Linked DNA regions of Gossypium hirsutum: region 1 is linked to region 2. A link is a contact called in public Hi-C data. All regions are on one chromosome and are shown on one strand. Each heading gives the region's core, a stretch centred on a gene start, on an enhancer-like site or on the middle of the called end of the contact. The rest is flanking DNA. Distances are from core to core; before and after follow the strand shown.

The links. Hi-C and Micro-C count contacts between places; a contact is called where the count stands out from the background.
Region 1: a contact with region 2 is called in a Hi-C map of leaf, with 2.4 times the contacts expected there. The contact joins the enhancer-like site here to the promoter of LOC107951734 in region 2. A contact is called at or near these places in 10 of 34 Hi-C or Micro-C datasets (callus, hypocotyl and leaf).

What each region holds. Positions count from the first base shown.
Region 1 is chrA02:97,842,229-97,847,828 of Gossypium_hirsutum_v2.1, forward strand. No RefSeq gene overlaps it. Among protein-coding and RNA genes, the nearest start is that of LOC107951736, 44 kb to the right of the region's middle. Within about 2 kb of position 2,848, at least 1 of the 9 cell types and tissues checked has an H3K27ac peak or open chromatin away from gene starts, as enhancers often do. A contact at or near this core is called in leaf, where this site is marked.
Region 2 is chrA02:97,724,348-97,729,990 of Gossypium_hirsutum_v2.1, forward strand. LOC107951734 (histone H3.3) reads right to left here and starts at 3,097. Exons shown (of 5, transcript XM_016886874.2): 1 at 1,307-3,097; 2 at 827-900; 3 at 652-728; 4 at 466-556; 5 at 1-374. The coding sequence starts at 898. The coding sequence ends at 204.

The DNA of each region.
Region 1 (5,600 bases), core at 1,598-4,097, 120 kb after region 2:
TAAGGGTTGATGAGGGATTATAAATAGTTTTAAGTATTGTATCGAAAAACAAAGACTAAAAATCATGATGTTACACTTGCTAATATTGGAGGTTCATAATTGTCTCTCGTAACAATATCATCTCTAAAATTTAAACTTATGTGTTCTATTTAATAATGCAACATCCCTTACCACTACATCCAATATTTTTTATTTTCTTGCTTTATTGGAAAGTTAGCCATATATGTCACCATACAATTTTTATGATTTGAATTATTTGATAAATAGGGTTGGAACTAAAAAGGGTGTTGACAGGGGATCTCAGCTCTCTTAAAATAAAAAATTTTACTTTTAGTCATTTTTTTAATTTAAAAAATCTTAAATTAATATATGATAAAATTATATTTTTTATTATCGTAAAGATATATAATTTAATTTTAGTATAGATCTCAACTAAATTTGTGATAGTTGTTAATATTGTTTTGTGATTGAAAGAAATGTGAGATATTGGCATAGGTAATAGGAAAGGAGTAACTTTGTGTGACGCTAAACTCAAATGTAAACATGGGAAGGCAGAAGGACAGACATGGTGGTTCTGAGAAAAACACCAAGCAATTACCTCACCCTATCCATGTGACACCTTCACAATAGCCTTACTGTTGGCCTTTCACTCACTATTTTACTACCAATTCAAATTAAATACTAGGTAGTACACTACAAAAGCAAACAAAAGTATAAAAGCTACATTTTTTATTCATAATAAAAAATAAAAAAAAAAAAGAAGAAAAGATGGTTTGCTTTTGGGTGGGGGAGGGATGAAATGGGTACGTGGCAGAATCAATTGATTGGTGGTTGTAGTGGATATTTGTTTTTTAGCTTTTTATAATATTTACAACCTTTATTGTGCTGCTTTTATTTATTTATTTCATTTGGTAAAAAGATGAAACAAGAAAATGGATTTTTGTTGAAGAAAAATGGTATTAAGTTTTGGGTGGGAAGGCAACTAAAAGAGAAGGATGCGGCTCCCAAGTCCCAACGGACACGTATATTTTGGGATCCAATCATGTGGCGCTGCTTTTTATGGATACTTTTTTCTTTTTTATTGTTATAGGATGAGATTTGAATTTATGTTATTTAAGTGTGATATAGAAGTTAAATATCAAGTCGGATTAGTGGATTATTTCCAAATTTAGTTCATCTATCAATTCTATCCCAACTATTAAATCAGTTTTGATGTGACTTGTTCGCCCAAAACTACTTTAACTTATAAAAATCCGTAAATTTCTAATTTTTAAACCAGTTAAACTAGAAATTCACGATTCAATTCTGAAAACATTGGACGAAAGCTTTGGTTAAATTTGTAAAAAATTTTGTTCACCATTAGAATTTGGTCATATAAAATCACAAAATCATTCTTGTAGATAAAGTTTAAAAATTTTATCTTTTCAACTGATTGAGTCTTTAGCTCGATATTGTTGCCAATATAGGAGGATATGGGCTTGAATATGCTAAAACGTATTATCCTCCTATTTAAGAATTGAGAAGGAATTATAAGTAATTCGAAACATTATATAAAAAAATAGATATGATAAAAACTAAAATCTTTCATTAAACAAAAATAATAATATAAGATACTTGATAGTGTGTCACATAATTTAAATATGAAATAATTTTATTAGGATGCAAAAAATGCAACATGTCTAAAGGTTTTAGGTTTCAAAAATTACTTTAAGTCGATAATGTCAAAATATATAAGGTAATTTCAATACCATCTCTTCTGTAAGTAATCTTACATTCCCTTAACAATATAATATTTTTGACAATTTTACCCTATTACTTAAATCAAAATGAAATAATAATAATAATAAAACTAATGTATCAAACTCTATAGTCCTTTAATTTATTCTTCAAGTAACATTTCAACTATATATATATTTGTCTATTATATGACATTTTATCATGTAATTCCGCTCGAAATGTCACTTTATAACAATTTTGTCTCTTTTTATTTTTATTTTTTTATTTATCATTTTGATCAAATTTACCTTCAATCATAATAAATAACATGTTTAATAAAAAAATAAATTATATTTTTCTTCTTTCTTTTTTCTATCACTTTATTCAAAAGAGAAGTACTAATTGCTTAATGCTTCTCTAATTAAAAGTTTGTTTATTTGAGAAATGAGATCTAAAATTAATTTAAGAGACAACATTTGATACATTGCTAGAATATTAATTCTATGTACCACCCTTTCTTATTAAATAAAAAAATGTAGAGGATTTAAAAATAAATACTGATAATAAATTATTAATAAATATTAAAACCCAAAACCTAAGACCCTAGATCCTAAACACTTAAACTCAATATCCTAGATCCAAGAGTTATTAATATTTATTTATGATATTTACAATTATTATTTTAATTATATTTAAATAAATTTATTAGAATTATTTAATAGTCTTCCATATTTTTTGTTATTATTCATTAATTATGCACATGACTTATGTATCAAATATTATTCCTTAATTTAATCGAAAAATGCTTTCATTTATCAGTAAAAGGAAATATTATAACTTCAACCTTTATGTAATAAAAAAAAACAAATTCTATTAGAATAATTTTTATAAAATATATTTTTAGATAATTTTACATTTTATCAATCAAACAATAAAATTTACACTCTACTCGAATTAAACCAGATAACTTAATGTGATATACTGGGTGTGCTAAATAATCTGATCCACATATATGTATTAAACAGTATATTATGAGCTTTCGTGAAAGATTTTAAGCTAGTATTAGAGGTGAAGCCTTCAAATTAATTAACATTCACATGGTTCCAACCCCTAAAATAGGACCTCACTATTGTCAACTCCTACATCGGTTCCAACCCCCCAAATTGAGCCACCCTTCACCACCCACAGGTCCCCCCATGGAGACAACAACCACCAACCCAAAAACAAACCATTATATCAGCATAAAAAAATACATCATAATTTATTTATAGAATTATTTTTTATGAAATTTTATTTTTTAAAATATTTTGAATTATTTATTGATATCACATATAAGATGAATAATACATTTATTTATTTATTTATTTTAAAAATTAATGTAATTTTCTGTCCTAAATTTGACATCTAAGGACCAGTTCTTCGTGGCTTTTGAAAAATACTTTTGAAAAGTGTTGTGGAAAAGTGCTTTTGAGAAGTACTTTTGAGAAATGCTTTGGAAAAGTAGGCTTTGCTATCTGTATTTTTATCATTATCAGGAATTTTTTTTAAAAAATTTTAGGTAATAAGGTGACATAATTCAAAGAGTCATTATCAATTTTTTTAAATCCAAGTTTAGTGATTAAAATAGATTTAATTATTAAATTTAATTACTAAAATAGATAAAAAAAGTATATGTACTAAATAAATTTAATTATCAAATTTAGAGATAAAAAATTATATTAAATTTTTTTAGAAAGGTTTAAAGGTGTAAAAATGCCCTCAAATTTTTAAAAAAAAGTATTTAAGCTCTTTTTTTTTTTTGCACTTATTTGAATACTCGAGCTTTCAAAATGTATCAAAAAAGCTCTCAAACCTTTTCAAAAAAATAATTAAGCCCCTACTTCATTTTTGCACTCAATTGGGTAGTTGAAATTTCAAAATGCATCAAAAAAACTTTCAATTAAAAAAAAAAAACAACAACCAAGCCCATGCTTTTGTTAACAATTAGGAAAAAAATTATAAAAAATTAAAATCAAGAAAAGCTATAATTATTATTAAATTTTAATAAAAAGTTTCAAATATTAAAAATTATTAAGAATTAGAAAAAAATATAAAAAAGGTAAAAATATATATAAAAATTGTAAAATTTTATAAAAATTGTAAAAATTATAAAATATATAGAAATAAATTTTATTAAGTCGTAAAAAAATTATACAAAAGGTAAAGAAATAAAAATTTCGTAAAAAAATTTATAAAAATTATCGTACCAAAAGAAACATTTTATAATTTTTCTATAACTTTTATTAGTTTTTATTTTTTTATCATTTTTTGCCACATATCACGCTCTATTGCGACACTTGATAACTTTAATTGAAAAAAGCTTGGGGTCATCAATTGTTTTATAATTTTTATAAAGTTTTACAATTTTTTATATTTTTACGATTTTTATAAAATATTTCTAATTTTTCATAAATTTTAAAATTTTTTATATTTTTATTAAAAATTAATAATTTTTCTAAAATTTATGATTTATTATAATTTTTAATAAGAACAGGGGCTTAATTGCTTTTTAAAAAATTTTGAGAGTCTTTTTTTATGCATTTTGAAAGTTCAAGTACCCAATTAAGTGAAAAAAGTAGGGTTTAATTGTTTTTTTTGAAAAAATTTGAGGGCTTTTTTTATGTATTTTGAAAGTTAAAGTACTGAATTAAGTAAAAAAAAAAAAGGGAAGGACTTAATTATTTTTTAAGAAGAAGAAAGAAGAATTTTTACACCTTTAAACCTTTTAAAAAAGATAGATAAGTCTTGTATCCTTAAACTTTAATTTAATTATTATTTTGAAAAAAAAGCATTAATTTAATTAATCCATTGGTGTGAAAGGGTGACTTTTGATTGATGCCACAATGTGAAATTAATGCAATAATTACGTAATATGTCTGATAAAAGTCTTCGATTAAGCATGTCTTTGAATTTTAAATAATATATATTTATATTTATATTTTATGAAGCTAATAAAAAGAATCATCTACCTTTTCTTTTGGCAAATTGTATATACGGTTATCAAGTTTGTTGTTAACTGTCAACCCGCTTTGAGTAAAACTTTGGAAAAATAAAGGTTGAATAATTATAAGGTGGATGTTACTTATTATAAAATGTTTATGATAATATAAATATATATTAATTAAAAATAATTATAATTTAATTTAGAATTATTAATTAAAAAAGTTGTACTAATTTTAAAATAAAGTTATTATTTAGATAGAACTCTAAGCATAAAATATAGAAAAATGATAATTTATAAATTATTAGTTAAAATTTGACGGAAAAAAAGTTGTTAATTTTTTTAAAAATTTTATGCTAATTTTATTGATATAAAATAGAATTATTATTTGAATAAAACTCTAAGTATATTAATTATCACTTAATTAATATAATATTAGAGTTATATAACAATTAAATTTTAAGTTTAGCTTAATTAATATAATTGTATCTCTTGGTTTAATATTACATTTTTTTTATACAATTGTATCTTTTGAACAATTATATCTCTTAGTTTAATATTACAATTTTTTTTCATTCACTTATATCTATTAATTTTTCAACAAAACTCTTTCTAAACGGTCTAAATCTCTTCATTCATTTCCTCTAATCTATATAAAGCCAAGTTAGGAGATTTCAAGAACATGTCATCAAAAAACCATCAACATAAAAAAATCCTTCTAAACTCATTTCTCCTAGTAATAAAGAAATGCAAGGTTGTGTTCAATTATCGCTGTTGTTGTGCTACTACTGTGATCGTTTGCTGTTGTATCATGGGAGAAGATGTCCAACGTTACTCAAAGCACCAAGGAGAGGTCGAATTTGTCTTAAGGAAACTGTTCATACAGGTCTCAACAAAATTCTTC
Region 2 (5,643 bases), core at 1,847-4,346:
CATTAAAATATCAGACATCACACTCTCCACCATAACCCCATTTCATCATAACATTGAACCTCAGCACTAAGATAAACCTATCTTTTAATATTGGCCTAAAAGAGGAATAAAATTAAACATAAAAAAAAAATAGTACAATACATCTGCCTAACAACAAACAACAGTTTCTCCATTCTAAGTTAAGTGATCAACACACTTGGAAATTAAGCACGCTCGCCCCTGATCCTACGAGCCAACTGGATGTCCTTGGGCATTATAGTAACACGCTTGGCGTGGATCGCACACAGGTTGGTGTCTTCAAAGAGACCCACAAGGTATGCTTCTGCAGCTTCCTGAAGAGCAAGAACGGCATGGCTCTGGAAACGCAAATCAGTCTGCAAACAAAGATCATATCAATGATTGTCAACCAAAAGACAATACCATCAATTGCCAAGGAATTGACACAATAATAGAGATATTCCGTACCTTGAAGTCCTGGGCAATTTCACGAACAAGCCTCTGGAAAGGCAATTTCCTGATAAGAAGCTCAGTACTCTTCTGGTACTTTCGAATTTCACTGTAAAAATGAATTACAATATGTTAAAAACCCATAAAACGAAACACCCACACTCATAAGAACAAGAACAATGTTTAGAAAATATGAAAGAATACCGAAGAGCAACAGTTCCAGGACGGTAGCGATGAGGCTTCTTCACACCACCGGTGGTTGGGGCAGATTTACGGGCAGCCTGTTATACAACAGAGATATATCAGAAGTTAATTACAGAACAAGAAAGCTCAAATTTGGTAAACCGTATAATGTTTTGAATGCAATACAATGAATCACCTTGGTAGCAAGTTGCTTCCTTGGAGCCTTCCCACCAGTCGACTTACGCGCAGTTTGCTTGGTACGGGCCATCTCTGCAAAGATATGAATAATTTAAAAAGACAATTAAAAAAAATAAAACTAGTTACACTTTCTCATGAACTACCAAACATAACACAGAAAAGCCAGATCTTAGATAATTACTGTATAATTCCCAAAAGCCCTAATTTTCAAACTAGAAAACTTCTAAGCCAAAAAAGAAAATCAGAATAATAATTAAAACAGAAGTCGAAGGTCCTAAATGAACTCAGAACCGATAAAAAGCACCCTAATTATAAATAAACTCAACCTAATTCTACCTTACCTCCCCTATTTCCCTAATTCAACTTACACAACATGAAGTACAAAAACAAAATAGAAGAATCAGAATTTACAAACCCTAATTTATCATAAAAATAAACAAATAAATAAAAGCTAAGAGAGCGAGAGAAGGTGACTAACTCTGAGATCTAAGACAAACGCTTTGTTATCTTCTGGATCAAACGTTTGAAAAGTGATGCAATTAAGAGCTATTTGTAGAAGGTTGCGGGGGTTGTTAATGAAGTTGATCTAACGGTTAGTATTTACTATCCGTGTGTTTCTTTTGTATGAAATCTGACGGTAAAAACTGCCACAAGTTGTGTTTTCTGAGAGGAGAAGGACGGTTGGGATTAGATTATAGAGGGAAGACACGGATCGTGATCGTTGAGTGCTTGATTCTTATTGGTCGACGAAAAATTCTTTTTAGCTCTAATGTTTTATGTTTGGGAAAGGTTACGAAGATGTTATGAGGATTTAACACAAAATTAAAAGTAGAAAATTTTGATTTGGCACTGATGAATTTAGCATTTGCTTAAGAATAGGTCAATGTAATTGTCAAGGATGGGATTCGAATGGTAAAAACTACTTTTTCAGTCCATCTCAATTTCAATAATGAGCAAGTTAGTCATTCTTAAAAAATTAAATTTTCAAAACTTAAAAGAGCATAACAAAGAACATTGAAAATTAAAATGCTCTCAACTTCGCAAATTTCCGGCAATGTTGGGGAGGGTGACACTCACTCCAACGGTGATCGTAACACCCAAAAAGTGAGATTTAAAGAGTCTGTTGTTGACGATGAAAATTCTATGCCTGTGGATCCCGTGCCACAATAGATCGTGTAGTGGAAAGACAAATTACTAGGGAAACAAGATGATGTCACTAACTCAGTTCGGGCAGTGCCTTCTACCGTGAATGAAAATGAATTCGAGTTACTTGAAGGAGACGTTAATACATCAATCATTGATGGGATTCCTGCGATTGAGTTTTCGGATCGGGTCAAGGAAATCATTTTCAAAGAAATGGAGTTGACAGTCATCGTTAAACTCCTAGGGCGAAACATTGGCTATAACACCATTTATAATTGCATTCTTTTTTCTTTGGAAGCCTGTGAATTCTATTCGGTTAATGGATATCGCTAACGGATATTTTTTTGTGAAATTTCAGGATCTTAGATATTACAACAAAGCTCTTTCACAGGGTCCGTGGACAGTTTATGGCTAGTACCTGACCGTACAACCTTGGTCTAAGCATTTCAATCCAATGCAACCTTACCCGAGTATGGTGCTAACATGGATTCGATTGTCGAATCTCCCGAGCCATTTGTATAAACGGAAAATCATTGAGGCTATCGGGGGCCTTATTGGAAAGGTGGTTAAACTGGATTTACAAACTGAAAATCAGACCAGAGGCCGTTTTGCAAGATTAGCCGGTTATATCAATCTAGATAGGCCACTGATTTTACAAATATATGTTGACAGAGTTACTCAACGAGTCAAATATGAGGCCCTTCCGACTGTGTGTTTTGTGTGTGGCAAATACGGACATGTTAAAGATTTGTGTACTTCGGCTATGGCGAACCAGAAATTTGCGAATTTGGCGAACTCGGCAAATAATTCTCCCGAGTAGTCAACAGCCATGGAGGGATCTTTTCTGGCGGGGTGCTTGAACGAGGAAAAACCTGTATCAGTCACCAACCCGAATTTCGGGCCATGGATGCTGGTGGAAATGAGGTCTTCTCGGCAAGAAAAGTGGGGAAACAAAACGGAGGCTCCGGCGAATCAGAATAAAGTCGCTATTGGTTCCAGATTTCGGTGCTGTTAGAGGATGAAAATTTGGGAGTGAAATCGGGACAGTCTGCAGAGAGGATTTTTGGGAATGATCTAGGGGATAAGATGGCAGACAAGGCAAGGAGTAGGGATTTTAGGGATTTTATTGAAGTGGATTAATCGGCTAGTGAGCCAGGTCAAAGAGACTTGATGGATTTGGGTTTTTCTAAGAGGCCCATCGGGAAGGAAATAACGAGCAAAAATGGGTAGAAAAATTTGGGCCAAAATTACAAGAGCCTAGGAAAAAGGCCAATGGGAGTAAGCGGATTATGGGAAAATAACAGGAAGGCTTTTGGAAATTTTTCTAATTCTAATTTGGTTATTTCTAATGGCGCAGGAACAAAAAAGGTGGATATACCAAAAAACATTTATTTGGAATGCGCAATTTCTCAAGGCAATTTGGTTTCTAACGTACAAGAAAACAATGAAGCTGAGGATTTAGAAAATATTAAAGCTTATTATAATCCGATTTTTGACGAATCCGAGGTTTTTATCGTCCCTATATCTGATAATACCCTTGATCCAGGTAAGCACTCTGCTTTTAGTTTTAATAAAAATTTTTATTTATCTATACAGGATAATTTAACCTCGAAATCTGTGGAATCCCCAATTTTAACTTGCAATCGGAATCTAATGGTTCCAAAGATCGAAGAGGTGGGGGTAAAGACAGGGGTAGCCGAAGTTCTAAGAGAGCTTATATCGCTCTACAAGGTCGAGGGAACCGTTTTAAATCCTCGGGAACCACGCGTGTTCCTTTAGCTAAATCTATGGAAACAGTGGCTGAACTTTTATCCCCTCAAATCCTCAATGAGTGCTCAAATGCTGAGGTTGATGGTGCTGGATCAAAGACGGATAACAATATCAGTCTGAACAGTTAGGTATGTTATCCCAACTTTTTAATTTTTATTAATGAATATCACTATCTTGTCGTGGAATTGTCAGGGATATGCAAGTGTGAAATTTCCCAAATTTTTTTGGGAATATAATATCGAGTACAAACCGGATATTATTAATCTATTTGAACCGAGAGTCAGTGGGTCTAATGCTGACAATATTATTGCTAAGTTGGGTTTCCAGTATTCACATCGAGTAGAAGCAATTGGATATTCAGGGGGCATTTAGCTAGGATGGAGAGACTCTGTTCGTCATGATGTGATTCGTAGCCATCCGTATTTTATTATGTCTCGGGTTTGGCCTTCATCCTTGTCTCATCCTATTTTCTTCGCCTTTGTTTATGGGTGTTCTAATAGACAAAGATGTCAAAATCTTTAGAGTGAATTAATGAAATCTATTCCACTTGACCAGAGCCTCTAGACCTCCATTAGAGATTTCAACGCAATTCTCTCCTCTTCGAAAAAATCTGGGGGGCTCACTAGGGGCAAGAGATGTCCACATTTTGGTGATTTTGTTGATTCTGCGGAGCTTTACGACTTAGGTTTTAAGGGGCCGCCTTTCACTTGGCATAGGGGTTCTTTGTTTTGAGAGGCTAGATCGTGCTCTAGCAAATGAAGCCTGGCTTTGTAATTTTCCTAATGGCGTGGTTACACACCTTCCAAAGATTAAGTCAGATCACTGACCCCCCTCTTGTCCCTGAATTCGAGTAATATACTTCCCAAAGGAAAGACTTTTAGATTTTTAGCTGGTTGGACTGAGCACCCAGTGTTTGATGATTTTCTTAAAGAGAAGTGGGAATACTCAGGGAATATGTCTGATACCCTTGGTAAGTTCACTATTGATCTTAAGAATTGGAATAAACAAGTTTATGGTAACATTACCACTCTCAAGAGAGGCCTTCTTAAAAGAATTGCCAGCATCTAGAAGACTGGAGATTTCTCCGGTTCTCCTCATTTGAATAAGGTGGATTTGGTCATTAGACAAAAACTCGAAACTATTCTACATCATGAAGAACTTCTTTAGAAGCAAAAAGCAAGATGCGATTGGCTAAAATTTGGAGACTGAAATACAAAGTTTTTCCATACTCGTACTCTGCTAAGGAAAAAAAATAACCGCATTACTGCCATTCGCAATTCTGATGGTAATTGGATTTATGATCTTGAGGATATAGAAGATGAGGCAAATAAGTTTTTTCAAAGACTGTATAGAGAAATTCCTGATCCTATGGGAAGCTTGTCTCATTGTGGTTTCCCCCAGCTTGATCCAGTGGATATTGGCTTCTTGGAAAGACTGGTGACAAATGAAGAGATCAATGAGGCTATGTTTGATATGGCACCTTTGAAGGCCCCAGGCAGTAATGGTTTTCACGCCCTTTTTTTCTAGAATCAATGGGGCATTATAAGGGGAGAAGTTTGCGGCTGGGTACAAAAGGTTTTCAACAGAAATTCTTTTGATCCTAATTTGAATAATACTTTGATCGTTCTCATTCCGAAGGTTCAGAATCCAGATAATTTTGGTCAATTTTGACCTATAAGCCTATGTTCTGTTCTTTACGAGTTGACTATGAAGGTTATTGCAAATCGGTTTAAACACATATTTCCTAAAATTATTATACAGGAGCAAGCTGGTTTTATTGCAGGATGAAACATTAATGAAAATATCATCTTAGCTCAAGAAGTGATTTATATTATGAGGAGTCAGAAGAAAAGGAAATGGATGGCTATTAAAATAGACTTGGAGAAGGCTTATGACAGAGTT